Linked DNA regions of Columba livia: region 2 is linked to region 1. A link is a contact called in public Hi-C data. All regions are on one chromosome and are shown on one strand. The core of a region is the stretch at or near the end of the contact, and the rest is flanking DNA. Distances in the headings are between cores, read along the strand shown.

The links. A called contact is a pair of places that touch in the nucleus more often than the background predicts.
Region 2: a Hi-C map of crop shows a contact between it and region 1, with 4 times the contacts expected there. The contact joins the enhancer-like site here to the promoter of RAB44 in region 1. A contact is called at or near these places in 2 of 2 Hi-C or Micro-C datasets (crop and liver).

What each region holds. Positions count from the first base shown.
Region 1 is chr22:5,335,056-5,339,205 of bColLiv1.pat.W.v2, reverse strand. RAB44 (RAB44, member RAS oncogene family) reads left to right here and starts at 2,790. Exons shown (of 15, transcript XM_065038820.1): 1 at 2,790-3,577. The coding sequence starts at 3,351. CDKN1A (cyclin dependent kinase inhibitor 1A) reads left to right here. Exons shown (of 3, transcript XM_005510359.4): 2 at 55-464; 3 at 986-2,388. The coding sequence starts at 62. The coding sequence ends at 1,035.
Region 2 is chr22:5,372,122-5,376,197 of bColLiv1.pat.W.v2, reverse strand. STK38 (serine/threonine kinase 38) reads right to left here. Exons shown (of 14, transcript XM_065038833.1): 7 at 3,673-3,827; 8 at 2,556-2,658; 9 at 2,062-2,123; 10 at 1,413-1,530; 11 at 1,144-1,267; 12 at 341-436; 13 at 8-102. Among named protein-coding and RNA genes, the nearest start is that of STK38, 7.7 kb to the right of the region's middle. Within about 2 kb of position 2,512, at least 1 of the 3 cell types and tissues checked has an H3K27ac peak away from gene starts, as active enhancers do.

The DNA of each region.
Region 1 (4,150 bases), core at 1,541-4,040:
GGGCTTGCCCACAGTTTGCCCAACACCCCGTAACTCGCTGTGTTTTCCTCCCAGCCCCACGATGCCCCTGTCTCAGAGCAGGGCCAGGCAGCTGCCGTGCAGCAGCAAGGTGTGCAGGAACCTCTTTGGCCCCGTGGACCACGACCAGCTCCAGAATGACCTTGACGACCTGTTGAGGCAAAACCTGGAAGAAGCTCAGCAGCGCTGGAACTTCGACTTTGAGACGGAGACTCCCTTGGAAGGACACTTCAAGTGGGAGAGGGTCTTCCTGGATGACCAGCCACCCCAGGAGGTCCGCAGCCCGGTCAAGATCACCGGCGGTGAGAGCAGGAGCTCCTTGGTCCACAAGGTCTCCCCCAAGAGCCGTCTTGGCAGGATTCGCCCTGAGGAGTCTCAGCAGAGCTTGGAGATTCATAGGGCTGGTTCCCCAAAGATCTTGAAGCGTGGGCAGAGCACCATCAAAGGTGAGGCCTGGGGGGTTGGTGGCACTCCATGCATGCTTGGTGGCACTGCTGGTGTCATGGTTTCCCTGGTAGGGACAGATGGAAGGGACATGGGTGCAAGAGCCCTGCCTGGCTCCTGGGCATGGGGAGGGACCACCCTCCATGCATTGCTGTCCTGGGAGAGCAGAGTCCATCTTCCCAGGGGAAGAGGCTGCCTGTTGGTTGCTGGGGGTGAGGCAGGGGGCTCACATCAGGCTTTTGGGTCTTATAGCTGAAGATGCCCCAAAATAGTTCATGACCTTCCGTTCCCATGGCCTGAGCCTGTCTCTGGGGTCAAGGGCTGGGGTGGGAATGCAGGTGAGACCAAATAGAAGAGAAAGTGGACACCTACAGGCTCTTGTCTCCAGGTGGTGGGTGGGTGGCTCTAAAACCCAGTCCACCTGGGCCAGGTTTTGGGTGCTTCTCTGGGGACACCTCCCTGTTCCCCCCACTGTTCCTGGTGGGCTGGGGGCACTTTCCAACCCTCTTTTTCTGCCTTCCAGACTTCTACAGCTCCAAGCGGAGGATTGTCCCCGACAAGCCCAAGCCGTGACCTGGTGGCACTCAGCTGTGCCATTGGGGACAGCTGCTGACACTGTGCCCTGGGGGCGTCTGTGGCTCTTTCCCCCTACCCTGGACTGTGTAAGCTGTCTGTACAAATCAATGTAGAGTCTGTAATTCCCTATTTATGAGTAGCTCGGGGGTCCTGAGGGACCTTCACTGTGTGCAATGTAGAGGAGTAGCCCACGTCGAGGGTCGTAGCCCCACGGAGGGGACAGAGAATCGAAACAGGGCCGGTGGGACTAAGGTGTTTCCCTGCCTGCAGGCAAGAAAGTGTCTTCTGCCCTGTGTTGGTGGGACCAAACAGCATCCTTGCGCTGTCCTGCTGTGGTCCTTCCCCTGCCTGAGGGCTGGCCACAGAGGACACTTGTGTCCCAGCCACCTGGTGGCACCAGATATCTTTAAGAAAGGGTCACCCACATGGATCGTAGAGCCCTGGGACAGCCTGGCCCTGAGGCCTCCCTTGCTGCTGGCACATGGGGGTGTCCTGTTCCCAGCAGGATGGACCCGGGGTGGCAGGTCCATGCGCAGAACCAGAATAACAATGACGTGTGGGCTGCTCCTCCCCACAGCTGCTTGGAGGAGGAAGCGCTGTCCCTGGGCAGCCCCTCCCTTCGGGTGACTCACCGGTGCTGTCACCCATCAGTTGGTGACAAACCCGCTGGAGGTCCCCAGCGCTGGGCTCATTGTGGGACCAACACTGCCTGGGAGGCTTCGGGGTTCCCTGGACTCTGCTGACCCAAAATCCCACTTTCTTACCTTGTTCTTGGCTTGTTGAGTGGTGCTGCTTGTCCTGCTGTTCCTGCTCCCTCAGCACTGACTGGGCTGGGGACCTGGCCGGGTTGGGCTGCTCGAGGGAGGAAGGAATCCTGCTCACCAGCAAGGATGACATTGAAAGATGAAATTGTAGCTTTTTTCCTGGACTTTTTCTCCTTTGGGGTTGGGGGGAGAGAGGACCCTCACCTGGCTCTGTCTTCGATGGCCTCTGGGACCAAGTGATGTCCTGGAGCGAATGCTGCTTGGTCCCAGCTCTGAAGGATGAGTCCCTGCCCTTGAAGGACTCGACACTGTCAGGTCTCAGCACTTTTGTGGGGTTCATCTCCTTCTCTGGTGGATTTGGGCTCTGGAAACTGGTGCAAGATGGTCCCAGGCAGAAAAGGAACGGGGTCAGCCTCCCGCCTTGCACTGCCATGCACTTTGCTGTCAGAGAAGCTGGCAAGCTCCCAGCACTAAATGTTTATTTATATATATTAAAAAATAATTGCTATTAAGTGTATGTGGGGGGCGAAGGGGAAATCCCTGTTTGTCTGTAAGTTAACTCTGAATAAACACTTGTGTAAGGGAATTGGTGTCTCTGTGTTAATGGGGATAACTGTGCTGGGTCGGGCTGCGGGAGGAGGATGCTCGGGGGGCCTGGGGGTCACTGTGGGGGTGCAGCCCTGAGCTGGGGGCTGTCCCTGGGCTGGGGGGGAGCAGAGGAGGCTGCAGCACAAACCTGGCTGTGGGTGGAACATCATCAGTGCAGGTGGATGAGGGGCTGGGGTGGCTGAGGGATCTGCTTTGCTCAGAGTGAAGAGGAAACAGCTGAGCCCTGAATTTGCCCACAAATGCCCAAGTGTTGCACCCGAGCTGGCTGCAGCTTCCTTAGGTGAAGCAGTAAATGGGGGGGAGCTGGGGGGTGAGATGGGGCACAGCTGGTTCCTGTGAGAGATTCCAGCAGCTTGATGGGGAGAGACGAGCAGAGCACCAGCCTGTGAGCCAGTGTGCGTTGATCCTAATTATAACCTAATGATAACACTTTATAACACTTTGTATTTCACCTTGTTATTATTTTAAGATTTTACTTGGGTTTTTTTCCCATTTTTCAGTTGAATTGGGGCAAAAATGCGTGTGAGTGGCCCGGTTCCTGCCCTCGCACAGCGGAGCGGTTGCAGACTGTGGGCAGCCCGTGGGTTTGGTGCTGCCTCTAAAGCTCATTTCATAATTCAGGCAGGAGCCTTGGAAAACAACATCAGTGTGAGCAGCACAGCGGGGGACATCTCCACATTTGGGGCCAAAGAGTGTATTTTTCAGGTTTGCTCTGTCTTTGGTGGGATGTGATAATCTGTGATTTTATAGTCTTGTACTGTGGGTTATTTGAACTCTTAAAAATAACATTTGTTGTTTCTCTGATGCTTTTTCTGTGCACAAAACTCCTTCCAGCCTTGGGCAGACCATTGCAAACAAGGGAAGGATGGGAACTTCTACTGCAGTTCCCAGTGACACCAGCAGTGCCTTTGCTTTGGGAACTGGGGGGACAGTGACCCCATGTGCGTCCTTCCCGCACCCCGCTCGCGAGGCAGCAAACAGGAAACGTGTGAGCACCAGCAGTTGAGCATAACCCCAAAACGGAAAGTCGCCTTGAGCAAGAGACAAGATGAGAGCTCGGGGCAGGTCGGGTGCCCTCGGTGCGGGACCCGCATCCCTCCCGGCCCGGGGAGCCCCGCTGCCCCCCGCGCCCCGAAACTGAGGGTCCCTCTCGGCACACGGGAAAGGTAAGACGTGCTGTTCCGGGGAGAGCTCGTGTATTGCTTTAAAAAATAGAAAAGCAAGGGAAATACGAGGTTTTGCTCACAGCTGGTGAGCCGGGGGGATTTTCTTGGTGACTGTGGTTGGGGGCAGCAGGGCGGCGGGTTGCTGGGAGCTGGTGATGCTGGGGGGTGCGTGGTTCCCCCTCCTTGTTCTGTGCCTCTGTTGTGTGGTGGGCAGGTAGCTGGGGGCTCCCTGTTGCCTTCAACACCCCCACTTGTCCCCCGGAGCTGCTGGGGGGGTTGGGGCTCCCATAGAGGCTGAGACCACTGTAAAGGTACCCGGGTTCTGTCCCTGGTTTGCTGGGTGTCCTGTGGGGCTCCAGGGGCTCCTTGAGACCCTCTCATGTCCACATGTTGCTTGTGGACGCTTTAAGGGGAAGGGGACGCTTTTGGGGCCAATTCCCACACTTCCAGTGCACACTGGGGTTTAGCAGAATTGCTGTTCACACTGCAAAAGGGGCAGGGGGCTGGAGTGGCTGGGGGGCTGAAAGCTGTGACCATCAGACGTGGCCCAGGTTGTCGTGGTTTCCTCTGCTC
Region 2 (4,076 bases), core at 1,263-3,762, 37 kb before region 1:
CATTTACCTGTTGGTTTAAGGATATCAGATTCTGGGAATTCATCAAAGTTTGAGGTATCGTCAATGCTTTTAATTTCTATTGAAATTGCAGCAGGTCTCTCTCTGCCAAGAAGAGCAGTTTCAGCGTTAAGATCTCAAAGGCAGAAGCAAGCAGGATTCAGCCACTTGCCATCGCTTAACAGAATCGAAGACTGAAGGTACCTAAACCTCAGCAAGCTTCAGATAAGGAACAAAATACTCTCACCCACACCTCGATATGATAAATGCCAGTGAAGCTGCTCCTTTCTGGCTTTAAACAGTCCCCAGAGAAGAGCAGCTGCTGTTCTGCAAAGCATCTTACCTGATATGCTCCCAATCAACCCCTTCAAAGAATGGGTTACTCTTTATTTCCTCCACACCAGATGCACCAATTCTGTGCTCCCATTCACAGCAAAATCTGAGATGGAAGGAAGAATGAAAATGAAGGAAAAATGAAAATGAAAGCATTCCATCCAGAAATGGAACGGCTTTCTGAACTGGTACTACTACGGTTTCTTAACATATAAATGGAGAAGGGCAAGAACTCCCACCACAAAACCAACACACAGAATTATGCTCAGGAATGTCATGTCAAATGCTACAAATAAGATGTGGTATTCTTTCGTAACAGCATAATGTGCCCTTTCTATTTCAGGACCATGCAGAGCAGGACAACATATAAAGCCTGGAAAGCTAGACATTCATATTTCTGTCCTGAGAACAGAGAGGTGATTGAAAATACAAGAGCAAGAGGCAGCAGGCACTGACATACATCTGTATGCTCCAGCGCACACAGTGTCAAAAGCATTGCTATTGTAAGACACACTGGCAAAAAGGTTTAGGTTACTTCCATGAGAAGCTTGCAGACAAAATAAAGAACACTTATACTTTTCCAGACTAGCAGCACTCCAACGGGAGCTCCTTTTAGCAGAGTTTGGTCAGGGAACCATTGATACAAATGCGTTTGATGAGGGAGGTCAGCATTTGATGCATGTGCGTAACTGTACAAAGCTGTCACAAGCATCACGGTTTTATCACATGAAACAACCTATGAGAGGCATGTAGGACAATCTGTAAGACAAGAAAATTAGGAGTATATTAGCTGGTAAACCGTATGGCTGGCACCTTAAAATAAGATCCTTTGCTTTATCAGATATTGGAACTTCTGGAGGAAATGTCAGAGTCTCCTTCCAATTCATTACTTTCTTATACGTTTCCTGAGGAGTCTCAGAACAGAATGGTGGGTAACCTGCAAAGAAAGACAAATACAGTCTTGTCTAATGCAAAAGCAGTTCCTATAGTCACTGAAGTCTAAACCAACCTCACAAAGCGGGGAGTGGGTGCTTTGAGAACCCGCCCCCAAGCATGTAACCACAGCCCAGGCGCTTTCTTACCGATCAGCATCTCGTACATGATGACCCCGAGCGACCACCAGTCACAGAGCTTGTTGTATCCCGTCTGCATGAAAACTTCAGGAGCAATGTAATCCGGAGTACCCACAGTGGAGAAAGCCTGGAGTAAATACCACTAGTTACGTATCTTTAGGGAAAACTGCCCGATATGGAGGTGGGAACTCATGCAGCTATGGTTACTTTGAGGGAGACACCGGATTGTCTCTGAACAACTCTGCTATAGGACTTTAAAGACTTTATATTAAACATAGAGGCAAAAGCAACGTGTTTGTGTGAAGAGTCTTAAAATACTGTCAGAGAAACGGGGAAGGTACTACTGTCTATATCCACCTGGGAGTGGGTCGTTAAGCCTTTGTTATCTGAAAAGAGGCACGAAGTGTTAGTTTTAGCTGGAAGGCATCAGATTTCAATTATAAATAATTACGACAGTGCCGTCTCTGGTACGTATGTCACCAGCTGCTCAACGGATGAAGGACAAACTGCAACAATTCCTTTTTTTAAAAGAAAAAGCAGGAATGTTTTATTCCAGCGTCATTCAGAACTCTGAATGGATTCATGCCATTTCAATGTGTGCTACTCGAACGCAACAGCTCAGCAGCTGAGAACGTCCCCAAGCAGGTGACACACTCACCAACTGCCGTCTATTCCTCTTCCAAGTCTCTGCTTTCCTTTTGGAATTCATGTTCTGAAAAGCTAAAGGAGATTGGAATAAATGTGACTGAACGTTACAGGTCACCCAGCAGACATTTCACCCCAAAACCATGACCCTAAAAATCACATTTATGACATCAAGGTACCAGGGACTCAGCTGTCCTGCTAAGAGGTGACAGCTCCCGGTGCTCATCGCTGGCCCATACGGCCAAAGTTTATCAAGTCTTTCATTAGTGATCCATTATCAGTGTTATTCCCCTTGAGAAAACAACTGAACATTCCAAGAGACTGTGTGCTCACTTCTGATCCCAATAACACGCGAGATACAGCCAGCACCCACCAAAACACAGGAGTTTTCATTCCAAATCACGCTTCAAGATGCAATTATGTCGATTATTGGATCCCCCGGCAGCCTTGTAACCTCAGGCTGAAATGAGTTAAGTCACCAAGAGCGAGTGAGGCCAAGGGACTTACTGAAGTCGCTGGGAAGACTTTGGTTCAAGTTTCTATAGAATTCTGTTCTGTGGGCTTTCTTCAGTCCAGTACACAGACCAAAATCCGAGAGTTTCACGTGGCCCTAGAAACAAAAACACAAGCACAGGATGAGATATCGTAGCAAATACACTTTCCTCCTTTTTCCCCTCCCTTGATTTTGTGTAACAAATAGATGCTCTCTCCTTGCATTCCTCGGTTAGCCTCAGGCTGGATGTGGACACAGAATCAAGCTATTCATATTCTTATCACTCCGCAGGGAGAGGAAACGTCTCCAGAGGGAGCTGTAGCCCCTGAATTGCGCATTGTAGGTAAAAATAAACTATTTAAATTCACAGACTGGCTCTGTCCTAGTGCACAACACGACCACACCGACTACATGCAATTTTTAGATGTATATCAAACTATAAATCCTTTTCAAAGACCTAAAATTATCTACATTTAGATGTAGACATGTTGAATTACATTAGTAATTCCAACAGTGCATTATTAGCTGGCAACTCGTGATGTATAATAATGTACTGTCGGCAAACGCTTTCCAAACAAGCAAAACTTTAAATAAGCTTGTAGTGAGCAATAGGAGGAGAGTGAGACAACTGAGCTTTCTGCAAACTGCCTCCACTAGGCAGCTCGAAGCGAGCGGGCGAGCTGGCCCGCCTGCAGAAACACGGCCCCATCCCGAGGGAGACAACAGCTCTCGCTAACGGGACAGCGACGTCCTTCACATCTGACACCATCATCAGCCCCAGAGCCGGTGAGTGTCACAGATGCGAGACCAAAAGGAAACAGCTTTGACCAAGACGGGAGAACTGAAACTCTGTGTGAAATTGCAGCTGGAATAACCAGAAATAGCTTCAACAACCGTCAGAAGAGAGCTCATAAGTGAGACATGAATAGAGCTGGAGGAGAAGACTTTCCTGGCTTGGGTGTTTGGTTTGGTTTGGTTTGTCTTTGTGGTGTTGGTTGGCCCTCAAAAGCTAAAAGGAACAGGGCTAAGAAAGAAGCAGCATCGTCTTTCTCAACTCTCAACACTAATTCAGATCAATATCAGAAATCCCAAGACCTCTTTACTGCGCCACAGCTGGTGCTTAGTCCCTACCTTGCTATCCAGAAGAAGGTTGTCTGGTTTTATGTCCCGATGGATAAAACCCAGCTGATGAATGGAATCGATGGCCAGCACGGTCTCAGCTATGTAGAACTGCGTCTCTTCTTCCGTCAGAGTGTCTTTCTTCATCAACAGCGTCATCATATCACCTAGAAACCCCCACAGCAAACAGCAAAGGTAAATACACAAACTCCACTCCTGCTCATTTTGAAGACACTTGCAAAGAAAATAATCAACCTATTTAAAACCTCAGGAAACCTAAATTGATTTCATATGAAGTAACAGAGTTCCCCAGCACCTCTGTCACAAACTCTATCTCCCCTTGCATCGCTTGTACTGTAGTTGCTTTCAACTGGGACGAGTAAATAGCATAAAGATGCAACGTGTACATGTATAGA